Linked DNA regions of Mus musculus: region 1 is linked to region 2. A link is a contact called in public HiChIP or PLAC-seq data. All regions are on one chromosome and are shown on one strand. The core of a region is the stretch at or near the end of the contact, and the rest is flanking DNA. Distances in the headings are between cores, read along the strand shown.

Region 1 (3,105 bases), core at 12-2,511, 39 kb after region 2:
TTGGCCTGTGGGTAGCAGCTTGCCAACTTCTGATCTAATTTTTGCTCTCATTTACATCTTAGTTTTTGCTAACCAATTTTAGTGTCAAGTTAAAAATCATACCACTTCCTCCTGACCTCTCACACTAGGAGTCTGAGCTGAGATGGGAAGCCAGTTTAAGCCAGTGGCTGAAGTGACACGTTGAACTTTGACAAGATGTTGGGCTGACATTCCAGAGTTCAATGATCCTGCCAACAAGCTTAACTCTGAGGAGGAACTGTGCTTTGCTACTGTGTTTCCATCAGAAACTGCCCTCTTCTCCGCCTTCTCCTATCTTTGCTTATCTTCAGTTTAGTTTCATTGTCTGCTAGTGAGAGTGGCCGCCCACTCAGGAAACAGATACTAATTTGCTACTCTACCCTTTATGTAGCAAGCCTAGGGAGGTATTCTGCTCCACCGGTTTTGATCTCACACCCATTCTTTGATAAATATGCATGGTTTGTGGACTAATGGACTGAAAGATAAGATTAGTGAAAACCCAGTTTAGGACTGGAATGTTTCCTTTAGGGGAAGAGACAGTTCCTAAAGGAGCATGAATCTGTACTGATCCATAGGATGAAACGCGAAAAGTCGCTCATTTCAGAGAAACACAAATGTCAGAATTATAGACCAGTGAGTGGCATGCTGGAAGGGGAAGCCCATACAAGTCTCTGTCACAATCCCTCCACCCCCGAAACTGAACATCCGATCTGGTAGACATTTATAGTTTTTTGTTGATTGAGTGACTCAGTTCTCCCTGCTGGTTGTGAATATTCCGTTTCCAGAAGGGCCCAGAATTTAATTCAGTGTCTTGTATTCTGGTTTCTTTAAAAACAAAAAAACAAAACAAAAAAAGAAATATAAAGCACACACACACACACACACACACACACACACACACACACACATGTATGTATGTATGTATGTATGTATGTATGTATGTATGTATGTTTGTAAGTATGTATGTATATGCCCACTAATCCCAGATATAAGGATTTGTGGTGCCTGGCACTCAATAAGCACTTTACACAAGTCTTAAATCTCAGAGTGGAGCGCAGATAGGCTCTGTCCCGGCGGCGCCTAGCTGGCAGGTGCAGCCTTGGGGTCCCGGCCTTCAGGCCGCAGAGCTGTGGCCTGGGCTGGGCGCGGCAGGCACATAGGCGAGGGGAGGCGGTCTGGCTCGCACGCCTCTGCGTGCGGTGCAGCCTTGCAGCCCCCGCCCCCCGCCGCCGCCGCCGCCGCCTTTCTGGCACCTCTCTCCCTCCGTACTGGACTCCGGTGCATTTCCGGCCCGGGAGAGTCCGGCGTCCACCCGGGCCAGCCCGCGGGGTGGGCGTGCGCCGTGATCTCCGCGCGCCCGAGGCCCAGCGGCCGCCATGGCCGACGTGAGTGTAGATCAGTCCAAGTTGCCGGGCGTGAAGGAAGGTAGGTCGGGACTCGCGGGCTCCGGGGAGCCGGGCTGCGCGGGGCACGCGGCGCGGGGCGGGCTAGGAGCGCCGCGGGCTGGCTCGGTCCGCCAGCGGCTGCGGGAGGCCCTCGCCTGGCCGCGCGGCCTTGTTCTGCCCTGTGGACGCTTGATGTAGAAATCCCAGCCCTTCCAGGCTGGCCCAGGCCAGGGGGTGGCGTTCCGAGTGGAGTGGAGCCTTTGTTTTGAAACATGACCCTCTCCCTCCTCTTCTCCTTCTGTTCCTCTCTTCTCCCTCCTTCTTTTCTTTTCTATCCTCTACCTCCCTCCTCCTTTCTTTCCCTCCTCTCTCCCTTCCTCCCTTCTCCCACTTCTTCTTCCTAGTCTAGTGTCTGGCTGGCTCTTAGCTTCAAAAATGTTGAAAATCTTAGGGTTGGCATTGCTTTGAATGGTGGACCTCAAGCCCCTATAAAGATGATCTCCCCACTTCCATTTTAATAAAGACCAGGCTGGAGTGGGTGGGAGCTTGTGATCCTGTTACCCCCGTTGCCCCCCATGGCTGCTATATTGAAGTCCAGGAAAATAAGATTGACTAGTACTGGCCAGGCCTAGCTTACTTCATCTCTCCTCCCCTCCCCGGGGCCTAGCATTTTTATTGTTTTGGTTACTGGCTCATCTTCTTGTCACTCTGTCTTTCCCTTCTTGGGAAGCACTGGACTTCCATTATGACAACACCTAGAACGTTCAAGAGTGCTCTCTCTTAAAGCCATAAGTTCTGAGGGGGGTGGGGGGGGGGTCTTTGTTGTGGATCTCTTTTGTTTCACCAGAGATCTGTGGCCAACACGGTCTGGGACTGGGATGTGTGTGTTGTGTAAGTGAAGGAGTTTTTCCTTTCTTGAGACTTTAGGCTTCATTGCCAATTTCAAGTGACTCAGATGGTCTCGCTCTGGCCAATTTGGAAATCCCAAGACAATTAGTGACTACTTGGCTGCATCTGTCCTAGGGTTTCAGAGAAGCACCGTGGCTAGGAGTCAATGATTTTATGTTTAAATTGTAGTAGGTTTGGATCTACTCCATTGTTTCTAAAGAGTAATAATGCCTTCAGGCTGAGCTTTTGGTCTTGGTATTTTTCCATCGTTTCTGTCCCTAACTTGACTTTGGTTATTACAGTTTTTAGTTAATGGAGTCTAAGGAGCCACTGGGAAGACATATCGGTTCTTCACCTGGAGGCCAGCTGTAGAGCTCCCCTCTTGCTTTTGGATATGGGTTTTGTGCGCAAAGGTGTTGGTTTTGTCTGAAGACAAAGTGCTCCCTTGGTAGTACTTTCATTGATGGTGGGTGTTGCTGATACTGGAGTTCAAACAAAACCTGACCTGAGGTGCAAAGCTTCAGTGTTGAGGTGCTGTGACTTCCCCAGCCTTCCACCTGTGCTAGTGACCTGGAAAGAACTTTTTTGTGTACGCTTTGAAACCCTGAGGTCTTTTCATTTTTTTTTTTTTTTTAACCGAGACATGCCTAACTTGTGCTAATATCTTATTTCTCAAGGAGTTCCCCACTTTCCATCTAGGCCTGCAAGAGTCTTTTTCACCCCCCAGCTCTACAAGTTTTCCTATGTTTACTTTGGTTTTCATTCTGGATATTGTGGTGCCGTGCTTGGCAATCCTGTCTAGGGACTCCGATGA
Region 2 (3,462 bases), core at 703-3,202:
CTTGACATAGTACATAACTATTATGAGAGGAAAACCTGACTGGGAAATCGTGGATTAGATTGACCTGTGGGCATGTGCGTGGGTGACTGTCTTGCCTGCTAAATGATGTATGAGGTCCAAGTCTACTGTGAGCAACAACATCCCTCAGGGCTTGGACTTTGTAAGAAAATTAGCTAAGTACGAGCATGGACACAAGCCAGACAGTGTGCCAACAAACAGTGTGTCTTGGTTTCAACCTCCAGCTTCCTGTCTTGAGTTCCTGCCCTGCCTTCCCTCAGTGATAGCCTGTGAGCTGAAAATTATAAGCCAAGTTTCCTCCCCAAGTATCCTTTGGTCAGAGAGCTATAGGAAGACAGTAGAAGAGCACAATAAAGCACTTTTTATTTCATTAAAATATATCATAAAAACGGTAAATTGTTTGTTGACTTTGAAATCTAAACACTATGCTTTCTTCCAGTAAAGCACGTGAAAGTTCCATCCTTCCCTGACCTGCCCCTCCCCCTGCACCAACCTCCCCAGATAATTCCAGCAACCTGCAACCTCTCTAACCATCCACATGTGAAGACATAGGAACTGTGTTTTCTGATGTTTTTCATGACATTGACCTAATCCTTTCATACATTCAATTAAAATGTTTTTTCTTTCCCCTCAAATATTCAAAAGTTATTATGAGGATCAATACTTTATGATATGACTTAACTAAGAGAATTACAGATGCCTATGAGCCTGTTCATGTTGATATTCTGCAAGCACTAAGCACCTAGTACCTTAAAAATAGGAGTATGCACTGATTACAAAGAGGAATACTGTCTCTTGAATAGCACTACCTTCAAAACTTGCATGGAGCTGCTTCTCTCATATCTAGAAATAAACTAAATGTGATCACTCCTTGGGTCTGCTAACAACTGCTGCACTTATATTTGAACAGGAATTAGCTATAAAAAGCCAAGTACTTCCTGGAATCAAGGGCACATCTTCCAATTTCCTGATACATTTACATAACCCTGAGATTGATAGAAGTCTGACTGATTTTTGCATATTCCACTCTGCATTGCCATATCACATACTTTTGTAGTTCTGAATTCCCCCAAACTGTACATGATAGCAAACTTAGGAAACTCATTTTCATATGAACATTGACACACTAGACCTCTAGATAGAAAGAAGATATTTCAGCTGCTATCATGTCCAGATTCGTGGTACTGATGTCCAAGTTTATGCATTAGTGTACACTTAACAAGCTGCAATGTCTTCATAAGTATGGATCTTCCCAGTCAAACCTGGAGACAATGGTATCAGAAGAGAAGCCTTAGGAGAAGACATCACATTTCTCGTTTCCATTAATCACCGTGGGTTCACCTGCTCAGTCCTTATGTTTTCTCATGTGACATTTGAATGGATAACAAAACTTATAAAATTCACCTAAATTTCTCTTATTTCTGATATGGTTTTCCTACTGCTGCCATAGCCCTTTGAATTAAATGGTGGGTGCAATTTGCACAGCATGGCATTTACAAGATACAGATTTCAGCATTGTTAAATGATGTTCACACAGTCAGACAAATAATTGCTGACTTGAGGACGTGTAGTCTTGTTTAACTCTAACAATTTGCAAATTTTTTGCTGGATATTGGTGTAATTGACATTTTATAGACCATGTTCACATCAAGATGGGTGTTCTGCCCTCTGGGTCAATGTTCTCAGTGTGGTCCATCAAGTTTTCTTGGTTCCTGGCTATTGATGTTGTTTGTCAGCATCACTGGTCATTTTTGTCATTCAGCTGGCGAATGCGATCATGCTGGGCTGGTGTAATGCTGCTTGCCTTTAGCTCTAACTTGTCATGGTGGCAAGTCACAGAGAAAGTATGCTCAAACTCTGTTTCACTTGGGTTGAGCCAAAGTGCTTTCCAGTGCAGGGGTGTTGGCTATGGGTTTTTACCTTCTTGGTTTCACTTTGAGTCTCCCAATGAAAGTGAAACTGCTCTCTAGTCTTGGGTTAAGATCAAGGCTACATACTGCTGCTAGGAACTAACAAATTTCCAGGGGAAATACCAATTTCTTCTCTGTTGTATTTTTGAAAGGAATATAGTCTGATGTTTATATGTTTTATTCCTACAAGAAGTACATTAGACTAAAGTTTAAAGATTGTAGAGGCATTGGTGTAAGCAACTCACATTCAATAGATATTCAAAGTACACTATTTCAAAGTTTGTCTAGGTGGAGTTAGAAACATCAGGACTGATGTCAGGATTACCTTCTTAATGACATTAGAAGCAGAGCCCTTGATGCGGCAGTCACTTGCTAGCTCCTTAATTATGACTTTCCTTGATTATGTGAAGCACATATCCACATATCATTGTTTTAAGTTGTCGATTTTATCTTAGCATGATGTTGATGCCATTGTTCAGATAAATTAACAAAACTCTGAAACACAGCAGGAATCGCACAAATTCTAGTTTTCAGAAGCGAAGTATAGTTATCAATGTGTGTCTAAAAATTAACCACGTGTTAGTCAATCTTTCCTTGTCTGCCTTTTGCATTTTCATGACAACATCCTTTGAACTAATATATAAAACTAAAAGTAACTGGATACTCTTGAGATCTGAAAAACTGACAAATAGAATTGTCACTAAAAACTTGAGCCTAGGCTCTTAGGTTTATACATCACACGTGCTCTTTAAACTCACTGGTATTTGAAATTAATTTACATTATGGAATAAAATATGCTGTGTAATTAAAGGCTGCCATGAAATACCATGTGGTGAAAGGATTGCATCTCTGTGAAAGTTGTGGGTTTTCCTCTGCTCTACAGAGTGCAAGAACACTTCTAACAACTTCACCTTTCACTTTTACAGGTGCGACTTACTTGTGTGAGATGGCACAGAACTATAGAAGACACTTCAGTGAAGTTCACTACCCCTTTTGTCAAGGAATTGGCCTTTCGCAAACCTTCCCAAAGCTTGATCCTCCCCAGACCATCACGTCATAGTGTTGCTGTGGTTTTAGTTGAGTTGTGCAGATCATTTCAGTGCATGGATATCTCTGAAAGTATTTTTCAATGATTCCCAAATTGTAACGTGGCCCCTGAACCTACTTTTTTTAAACAGCAGACCAATATAATGCATTCTCTTGCCATTAATATTTTCACATTTCAGTTAATCAATGTGCTTTCTAGAAACCTAGTGTTTGAAGATCTGATGATCTAAAGAAATCAGAAATGAGCACATGGTGATTTATATAGGTTTCTTTAGTTTTTCTGAGGTTTGTCGAATTGTTGTAAACTTCAACTTCAAGCTTAGAAAAAAGACATTACATGAGTGTTTGCTTCAACTGTGTCAGAAGGCAAATAAATTTTGAGAAACCTGAGCAATTGTGTTCTTTAGGAACTAATAAAGGATAGTATAATTGGCCCATATGTAATATTCTGACAAACTCTGAATGTAAAAGACTCATTTGAAAAGAA

Evidence for each region. HiChIP or PLAC-seq counts read pairs in DNA pulled down with a chosen protein or histone mark.
Region 1: a BATF HiChIP or PLAC-seq map of CD8 T cells shows a contact between it and region 2, with 136 read pairs. The contact joins the promoter of Ccdc50 here to the enhancer-like site in region 2. A contact is called at or near these places in 3 of 39 promoter capture datasets (the C10 cell line and macrophages), 2 of 15 datasets of contacts at CTCF or cohesin (CD8 T cells and the NIH/3T3 cell line), 22 of 484 Hi-C or Micro-C datasets (B cells, the C10 cell line, CD4 T cells and 13 more), 11 of 115 datasets of contacts at active chromatin or transcription factors (the 230-238 cell line, CD8 T cells, the SCID.adh cell line and 7 more) and 4 of 9 other capture datasets (adipose tissue, liver, macrophages and 1 more).

What each region holds. Positions count from the first base shown.
Region 1 is chr16:27,387,695-27,390,799 of GRCm38.p6, forward strand. Ccdc50 (coiled-coil domain containing 50) reads left to right here and starts at 1,262. Exons shown (of 11, transcript NM_026202.4): 1 at 1,262-1,443. The coding sequence starts at 1,395.
Region 2 is chr16:27,347,554-27,351,015 of GRCm38.p6, forward strand. Ostn (osteocrin) reads left to right here. Exons shown (of 5, transcript NM_198112.2): 5 at 2,855-3,462. Among named protein-coding and RNA genes, the nearest start is that of Uts2b, 21 kb to the right of the region's middle. Within about 2 kb of position 1,953, at least 45 of the 459 cell types and tissues checked have an H3K27ac peak or open chromatin away from gene starts, as enhancers often do. A contact at or near this core is called in the 230-238 cell line, B cells, CD8 T cells and 13 more, where this site is marked.